2 separate regions of the Bombyx mori genome follow, and region 2 is linked to region 1. The links are chromatin contacts, called in public Hi-C maps. All regions are on one chromosome and are shown on one strand. The core of a region is the stretch at or near the end of the contact, and the rest is flanking DNA. Distances in the headings are between cores, read along the strand shown.

The links. Hi-C and Micro-C count contacts between places; a contact is called where the count stands out from the background.
Region 2: a Hi-C map of whole pupa shows a contact between it and region 1, with 2.1 times the contacts expected there. The contact joins two enhancer-like sites. A contact is called at or near these places in 2 of 7 Hi-C or Micro-C datasets (both in whole pupa).

Annotation. Positions count from the first base shown.
Region 1 is chr10:14,279,524-14,282,732 of ASM3026992v2, forward strand. It overlaps -w-2 (scarlet), which reads right to left. Exons shown (of 14, transcript NM_001256993.2): 10 at 2,278-2,505; 11 at 1,563-1,698. Among protein-coding and RNA genes, the nearest start is that of LOC134199555, 9.8 kb to the left of the region's middle. Within about 2 kb of position 1,633, at least 4 of the 8 cell types and tissues checked have open chromatin away from gene starts, as enhancers often do.
Region 2 is chr10:14,362,574-14,365,924 of ASM3026992v2, forward strand. wh3 (ATP dependent transmembrane transporter protein) reads right to left here. Exons shown (of 13, transcript NM_001043569.1): 3 at 1,598-1,836. Among protein-coding and RNA genes, the nearest start is that of wh3, 21 kb to the right of the region's middle. Within about 2 kb of position 1,753, at least 1 of the 8 cell types and tissues checked has open chromatin away from gene starts, as enhancers often do.

The sequences.
Region 1 (3,209 bases), core at 383-2,882:
CCGAAGCGAAGCGAGGGTGGGTCGCTAGTTATAAATAAAACATCTATGATTACTGCTACGTAGTTTCGATACAATGTCCCGAGTGATCCTTTCAAATCCGGATTGATAAGATTATGGATTTCCATCAGCTTTGAATAATGTTAGATTCATTCGCGAAGCAGTTACCCTTGAGTTGTTAGGTCTCCTTAGGAGGCGCTCGGGTAGTTGTTAGCAAATTCCATCTACTCAAAACAAAATATTTACGTTTATGCAAACGATAAAACTGGTCAACTATATTGACGTCTGGTGACCAAATACGCATATCATATTAAACGAAGACATTTACATTTTTTTTATTTTCTTATTTTTTTTTTCGTTAAGTTCAATGACATTCATTAATATTTATAGATTTAAATATCGAAATTATTTTATTTATTTCGAGTTTCACATGAATATGTATTTAATAATATATTATTCTCTTATGTTACTAGTTAAGGAACATCACAAGGTGAAAGAGATATTATACAATTGTCTAGACGAGCGCGACCAAATTACTGAACTACCTACAGAGGTACTTTATGTAGAAGAAGAAGAAGAATAATACGAATAACAGTAGAAGTAAAAAATCATTCAGGTCTTCGATAAATGAAGAACAATATTTTCATAGAAAACACAATTTAAAACCTACTAAATCTTGAATTCTAAGTAAATCTTGAATGTTGCGATGGATGTGTGGAGTAACGAGAATGGATAGAATACGGAATGAATATGTTAGAGGAAGTCTGACAGTGGCACCTGTGACAGAGAAGCTGAGGAGTGTGCGTTTGGGATGGTATGGACATGTGATGCGTAGAGAGAAGATGCATGTGACTAGGATATGTATGGAAATGGTAGTGCAAGGTAGAGGGGGAAGTGGTCGACCGAAATAGACGTAGATGGAGTATGTCAAGGATGACATGAGAGAGAGAGAGAGGAGTGAGTATTGAGATGACGGCTGATAGAAGAGAATGGAATAGAAAAATTCGCTGTGCCAACTCCACCTAGTGGGATAAGGGGGAGAAAAAGAAGAAGAAGAACTTTAAAAAAAGAACTTTAGAGGGAGACTTCAAAAGTATCAAATTTCTCGGACTTCGTGTACAAAAATCAAATATTACGGAGAGAAACAAATAGACTACATTCCATTACCCCAAAGTAAGAAATGGAGAAAGCGTTAAGATAAAGCGTAAAGATATTTTAATGCATTGTCGTCGAATGTAAATGTGGGGAAAAATACGTTCCATAACTTAGATTAGACAATAAGGGGCTTTGCTTGGCGCTCCGCAAAATCTATCTTAATTTCACTGAGTTTTTATGGTTCTTTCAGGAGTCATAAATACACTCAGTCTGACGAGGTGATGCATTCCACCAGATCGTCTTAACGATCCAGACGGGCACTCGTTTTAACTATATTGAGACCTTAGAACTCATATCTCAAAGTGGGTGGCGGCATTTACGTTGTAGTTTTCTATGGGCTCCAGTAAAGTCAGGTGGGCTGTGAGCTCATCCTCCCATTTAAGCAAAAAAATAATAATGAAGGATCTTACCGCACGCTATGGCGACGTTGAGCACCAGAATCGAGATGAATATGGTCAATCCGATGGCGTAGGCACTGTACCGTAGCCCGGCGAGCCAATACACCACACCAGTGAACAGCACCGGCTCTATCAACAGCCCTGGGAACTGTCCAGTGGCGCACCACGATTAGTGTCAATGAAAGCTTTAAAACTATGGCCTTAAACGTTCGGGTATGGTATTGGAACGCAAGAGACCTTAGAACTCATGTCTCAAAGTGGGTGGTGGCATTTACTTTGTAGATGTCTATGGGCTCCGGTAACCAATTAACATCAGGTGGGCCGTGAGCTGGTCCGCCCACTTAAGCAGTCAAAAAAGTTTTTTCTTGGAGAATTATTTTTATGCTATCAGAAATTGAAAGTTTTCACACTCAAATCACAGAAATATTTTCGACAAAATTCAGTATGGTGATAGGTTTAACACCGCGAAATGCCATAAGGATGGCGTCCCACTGCTGGACACAGTTCTCCCCTGCACGTTACGCCATGAAAATAGAAATGGAAAAAGTGTAACTAGTTGATAATAAACTACTTCTATTCGTAACCTTAAAGTTTATTATGATAAAACCGCTAATACTACGAACGGCTAATTCGTATGCGTGGTAGTTTAAAGAGGTCGCAGCTACAGAGATATATAATTCACTAACAGAAAAAGAATTTATCTGTAATGTAAAAGAGCCTTTCTCACCAAAGCGATCATTCTGGCAGTATAATAGACCGGCGTGGAGTACAGTCCAGCCTTAAGTTCTCTGTTGAACAACGGAAACTCCTCAGGAAACATGTGAAGAACTGAATACATGGGGCTGAACGTGTTCTCAGCTATGATGATGAACAGAGCCCCTTGGACGTCTTGAACCCCGGCTTGTGTTAGTCGGGGCGTGCCCAAGAAACAAACGCCAGCTGTTAAAGCTATAGCCTGGAATTGAAAGAAAATGGGAAACCACAGTTAAGATATTCCTTTTGATTGCTATTACAATACATGACAAGGATCACACATTTGAATTCGAACAAATTCTCTCTTCGGACCGTCATGCCGAATGTTGCATATACGAACATATATTGTACACTTATTATAGCTTTAGCTTAATTATAGAACAACTTATGTGTCGTGATTTCGTATCCAGCGATGCAACTATGCTGGGATTAGAATCGCGCATGCGGGTACCAATGTTGCTAATGATATTTTTGACATAAATGGTATGGTTGACATAAATTTAACATAACAATATGTTATTAACGAATGACTTCGGATGATAAAAATGAAATCCGCAAAAGTTAAAATGGCGCAGTCGCTACTTGTGAGTCTGTACGAGTAGGACGATATGAGAGAAAGAGAGGGGAGTGAGTGTTAAGATGACAGTTGACAGAAGAATGAATGGAACAGAAAAATTCGCTGTGCCGACCCCACCTGGTGGGATAAGGTGGAGAAAAAGAGGAAGAACACTTTACTGGTGGTAGAGCCTCTTGTGAGTCCGCACGGGTAGGTACCACCACCCTGCCTATTTCTGTCGTGAAGAGTTATGCGTTTCGGTTTGAAGGGTGGGCAGCCGTTGTACCTATACTGAGACCTAAGGACTTATATCTTAAGGTGGGTGGCGCATTTACGTTATAGATGTCTAT
Region 2 (3,351 bases), core at 503-3,002, 83 kb after region 1:
TCTAAGGTCTCAGTTTTAAAACTACAACGGCTACTCCACTCTTCAAACCGAGACGCATTACTGCTTCAGGGCCGAAATAGGCAGGGTGGTGGTACCCACACGTGCGGACTCACAAGACGTCCTACCACCAGAAAATTTATGTACATGTCTATGAATTAACTATCCTGTAAATGCCAATGCATATGGATTAACGTGGTCCTATAACCTATTGGAATCCCTTCATCCGAGAAGCAACTATGCTTGTTAACGCAGGAGTCACTCACTGCGTTATTACCACAAAGAAATACCAAAAAATATATTTATCACGGATTAGAATTAACTTGTTTTAAAACAGAGACGTCTTAACACAGTTTTATAGAAAATATGTTTTTTTTCACTGGTCAAGGCCTCGTAAACCGGATTCGTCTCCGTTTAGTTTTCGAAGCTTCTACTGTTTTTGTTCTAGCGTGTTGTGTAACGTGCTCATTTGCCTCGAGACGGAACGAATTTTATTATTCATACATTCTTTTATTTATTGAATACTATAACACCTGTATCATTAAAACGAATTTACGATGACAGGGACGTGGAGAAAGTGAATGACGCACAAATAATAATGTCTTAAAGTCGCCAAATATGTACTGTATTGCATTTTTAATACGCTTTTATTAGCTTCAGACGTATGTATGTAACGGAATCTTTGAACATGATTTTGACCCCCTTCAAAACGTCGGATTAACTCGAAATTTGGTATATTTATTATGGACCGATGACAATTAAATATTTGAAAAAATATATTGAAGAAATTGAAATTCAACTAAAAAATGAAAAATAAATAATACTTTAAAAAAAACTAACAAAATACGCTTTTATAGAAAATCCAACTTAACATATAGAAAATACATTTTAATAAATTTGAATTAAAAATAGTGTAAGAAAAAATGATTTTATTGTAAAAAAAAGCTTTTCAGGATATTATCAAAATAACCCTTCTACTCATATCTGTTCATAAAATATTTATAACTACTTTTAAACTATTATTTAGTTTTTTTTTATCTATTATTTATTTGAGTAAATAAACGTTCTATTCAATTGTTCCTCGATTAATGTTGCTCAAGTTTTACGACTAAGGAACATATCCAGCGTCACTGAACAACGAGCTCATCATTCAGTACTTATATTTGAGGCTTGTGTGTAGAGCGTGGACTGTATTTTGGACTGGTCGCTTCAATAAAGCTATATTCAGAGCGAAGGATTTTTATTTTCTTTTAAGGTACAACACGTGCACGTACGACCAGATTTTTTTATTCAAAAACGATCATACAAAACTTCATGCTTAGGATTGCTCTAAAGAGCCTCAAACCCGTGAAGTTGAAGTATGAACCCGCAACAAGCTTTTAATTCCTTCCTTTATTAGTCCGTTATCCAATTGTATTTTTTAAATAGAGAACGCTGATACATAACTTAAAAGTTACGAAATATTTACCACTACTACGAACCAAGAAAAACAAATTTACGGCTAATTCGTTGTCAAAGCCACTAGTTTCCAGTTAGGTAGGTACGTGAAATTTTCCGCGCAGTTAATGTCGTAATATTTAATTAAACAAACCGTAATTACCTGAAATACCAAATGCTCTCGCACGGTCAAAGTGCCTATGAACAGATCCTGTTGCTGGACATAAGCCGACAGCGCTGTCAAAGCGTCAGGAGTGGCCGGTTGCCCATTCAACGCCCTGGTACCAGTGGCGACAACACCACCGGGCGTTCTGAACGTAAGCGTATTGAGGAGTGTGGTCTTTCCGGCTCCCGACGATCCCATGATGGCCAGCAGTTCACCAGGATAGGCCGCTCCGTTTACTGTTATGAGTCGAGATAATTTTAATGAATAAAAAAGTATAAAAGATTGAAATAATATATTTCTAGTTAAAAATATATATTTTATTTTGTTTTCATCATTTGTTACATTGAAATAACAAATGATGAAAACAAAAACTATAATAATATACAAGCAATAAATACACAAAACATAAATATATCTAGCTCAAGTATATTTTTAATGCCAGCTACATGTGAGGAAATTTATAAAACAATTCATTCTCTCAATAATACTAACTCAACAGGTTATGATGAACTGCCCACCTTTATACTAAAACAATGTGCAATAGCCATTACACCTGTACTCTGTCATATTATCAATCTTTCATTAACTGAAGGTACATTTCCTGATAAATTGAAAATCTCAATAGTGAAACCTATATACAAAAAAGGACATAAGGAATGCATCAATAACTACCGACCGATTACTTTAATACCTATACTTGCAAAAATATTCGAAAAAATCATGCATTCTAGACTCACAACTTTTCTTAATAAATCTGAAGTTATAAAATCTGAACAACACGGTTTTCAAAAAGGCAAATCTACTACACTAGCAGCTTTTAAACTCATTAGTAAAATTACTGAAAATGTAGACAGAAAAATACCCACGGTTGGAGTTTTCTTTGACATGACCAAAGCCTTTGACTTTGTTGACCATAACATTCTTCTACGGAAGTGTAATAATTATGGCATTAGAGGGATAGCTGAAAAATGGCTTAGTAGTTATCTAAGCAACAGACAACAATATGTTGAAATTAGGGATATTGATAATAACAATGAAGAAGTGGCTTTTAAATCTTCATTAGCGTATAATAAAGTAGGTGTCCCACAAGGGAGCATTTTAGGACCGCTACTCTTTATCATTTATATAAATGATCTCCCAGAACACATACATTACCCATGCAGCTTATTTGCTGATGATATAGCCGTTGTAATCACCAAAGATGCCACACTAGATTTAAATGATGAGATAAATGCTACTGTTAGTAAGGTCATAGATTGGATGAATAAGAATAACTTAAAAGCTAATTTAGACAAAACGAGATATATACAATTCTATAATAGACACAAATTTATTAATAACTTAAATATAACTTATAATAATAACACACTAAATGAATGTAATAGCATAACATTTTTAGGATTAAATGTGGATAATCAATGTAGCTGGAATCTTCACATAGATATTACTTGTAGTAAAATTAATCGATTCTCATATGCACTTTGGCGACTTACAAAAATATGTAATTTAAAAACTGCATTACAGGCCTATCATGGATATGTCGCCTCAAATATCAGATACTGTATACCCCTCTGGGGAAATTCTAGTCACATAAATAGAGTGTTCATTGCACAAAAGCAATGTGTTCGTGCCATGTGCAATATTCATCCTCTGACTTCTTGTAAACCATTCTTCCAAAAACATAATATTTTAACTGTACCATCCATATATATACAAGAATGTTGTTTGTTTGTTAAAAAGCACCCACAATT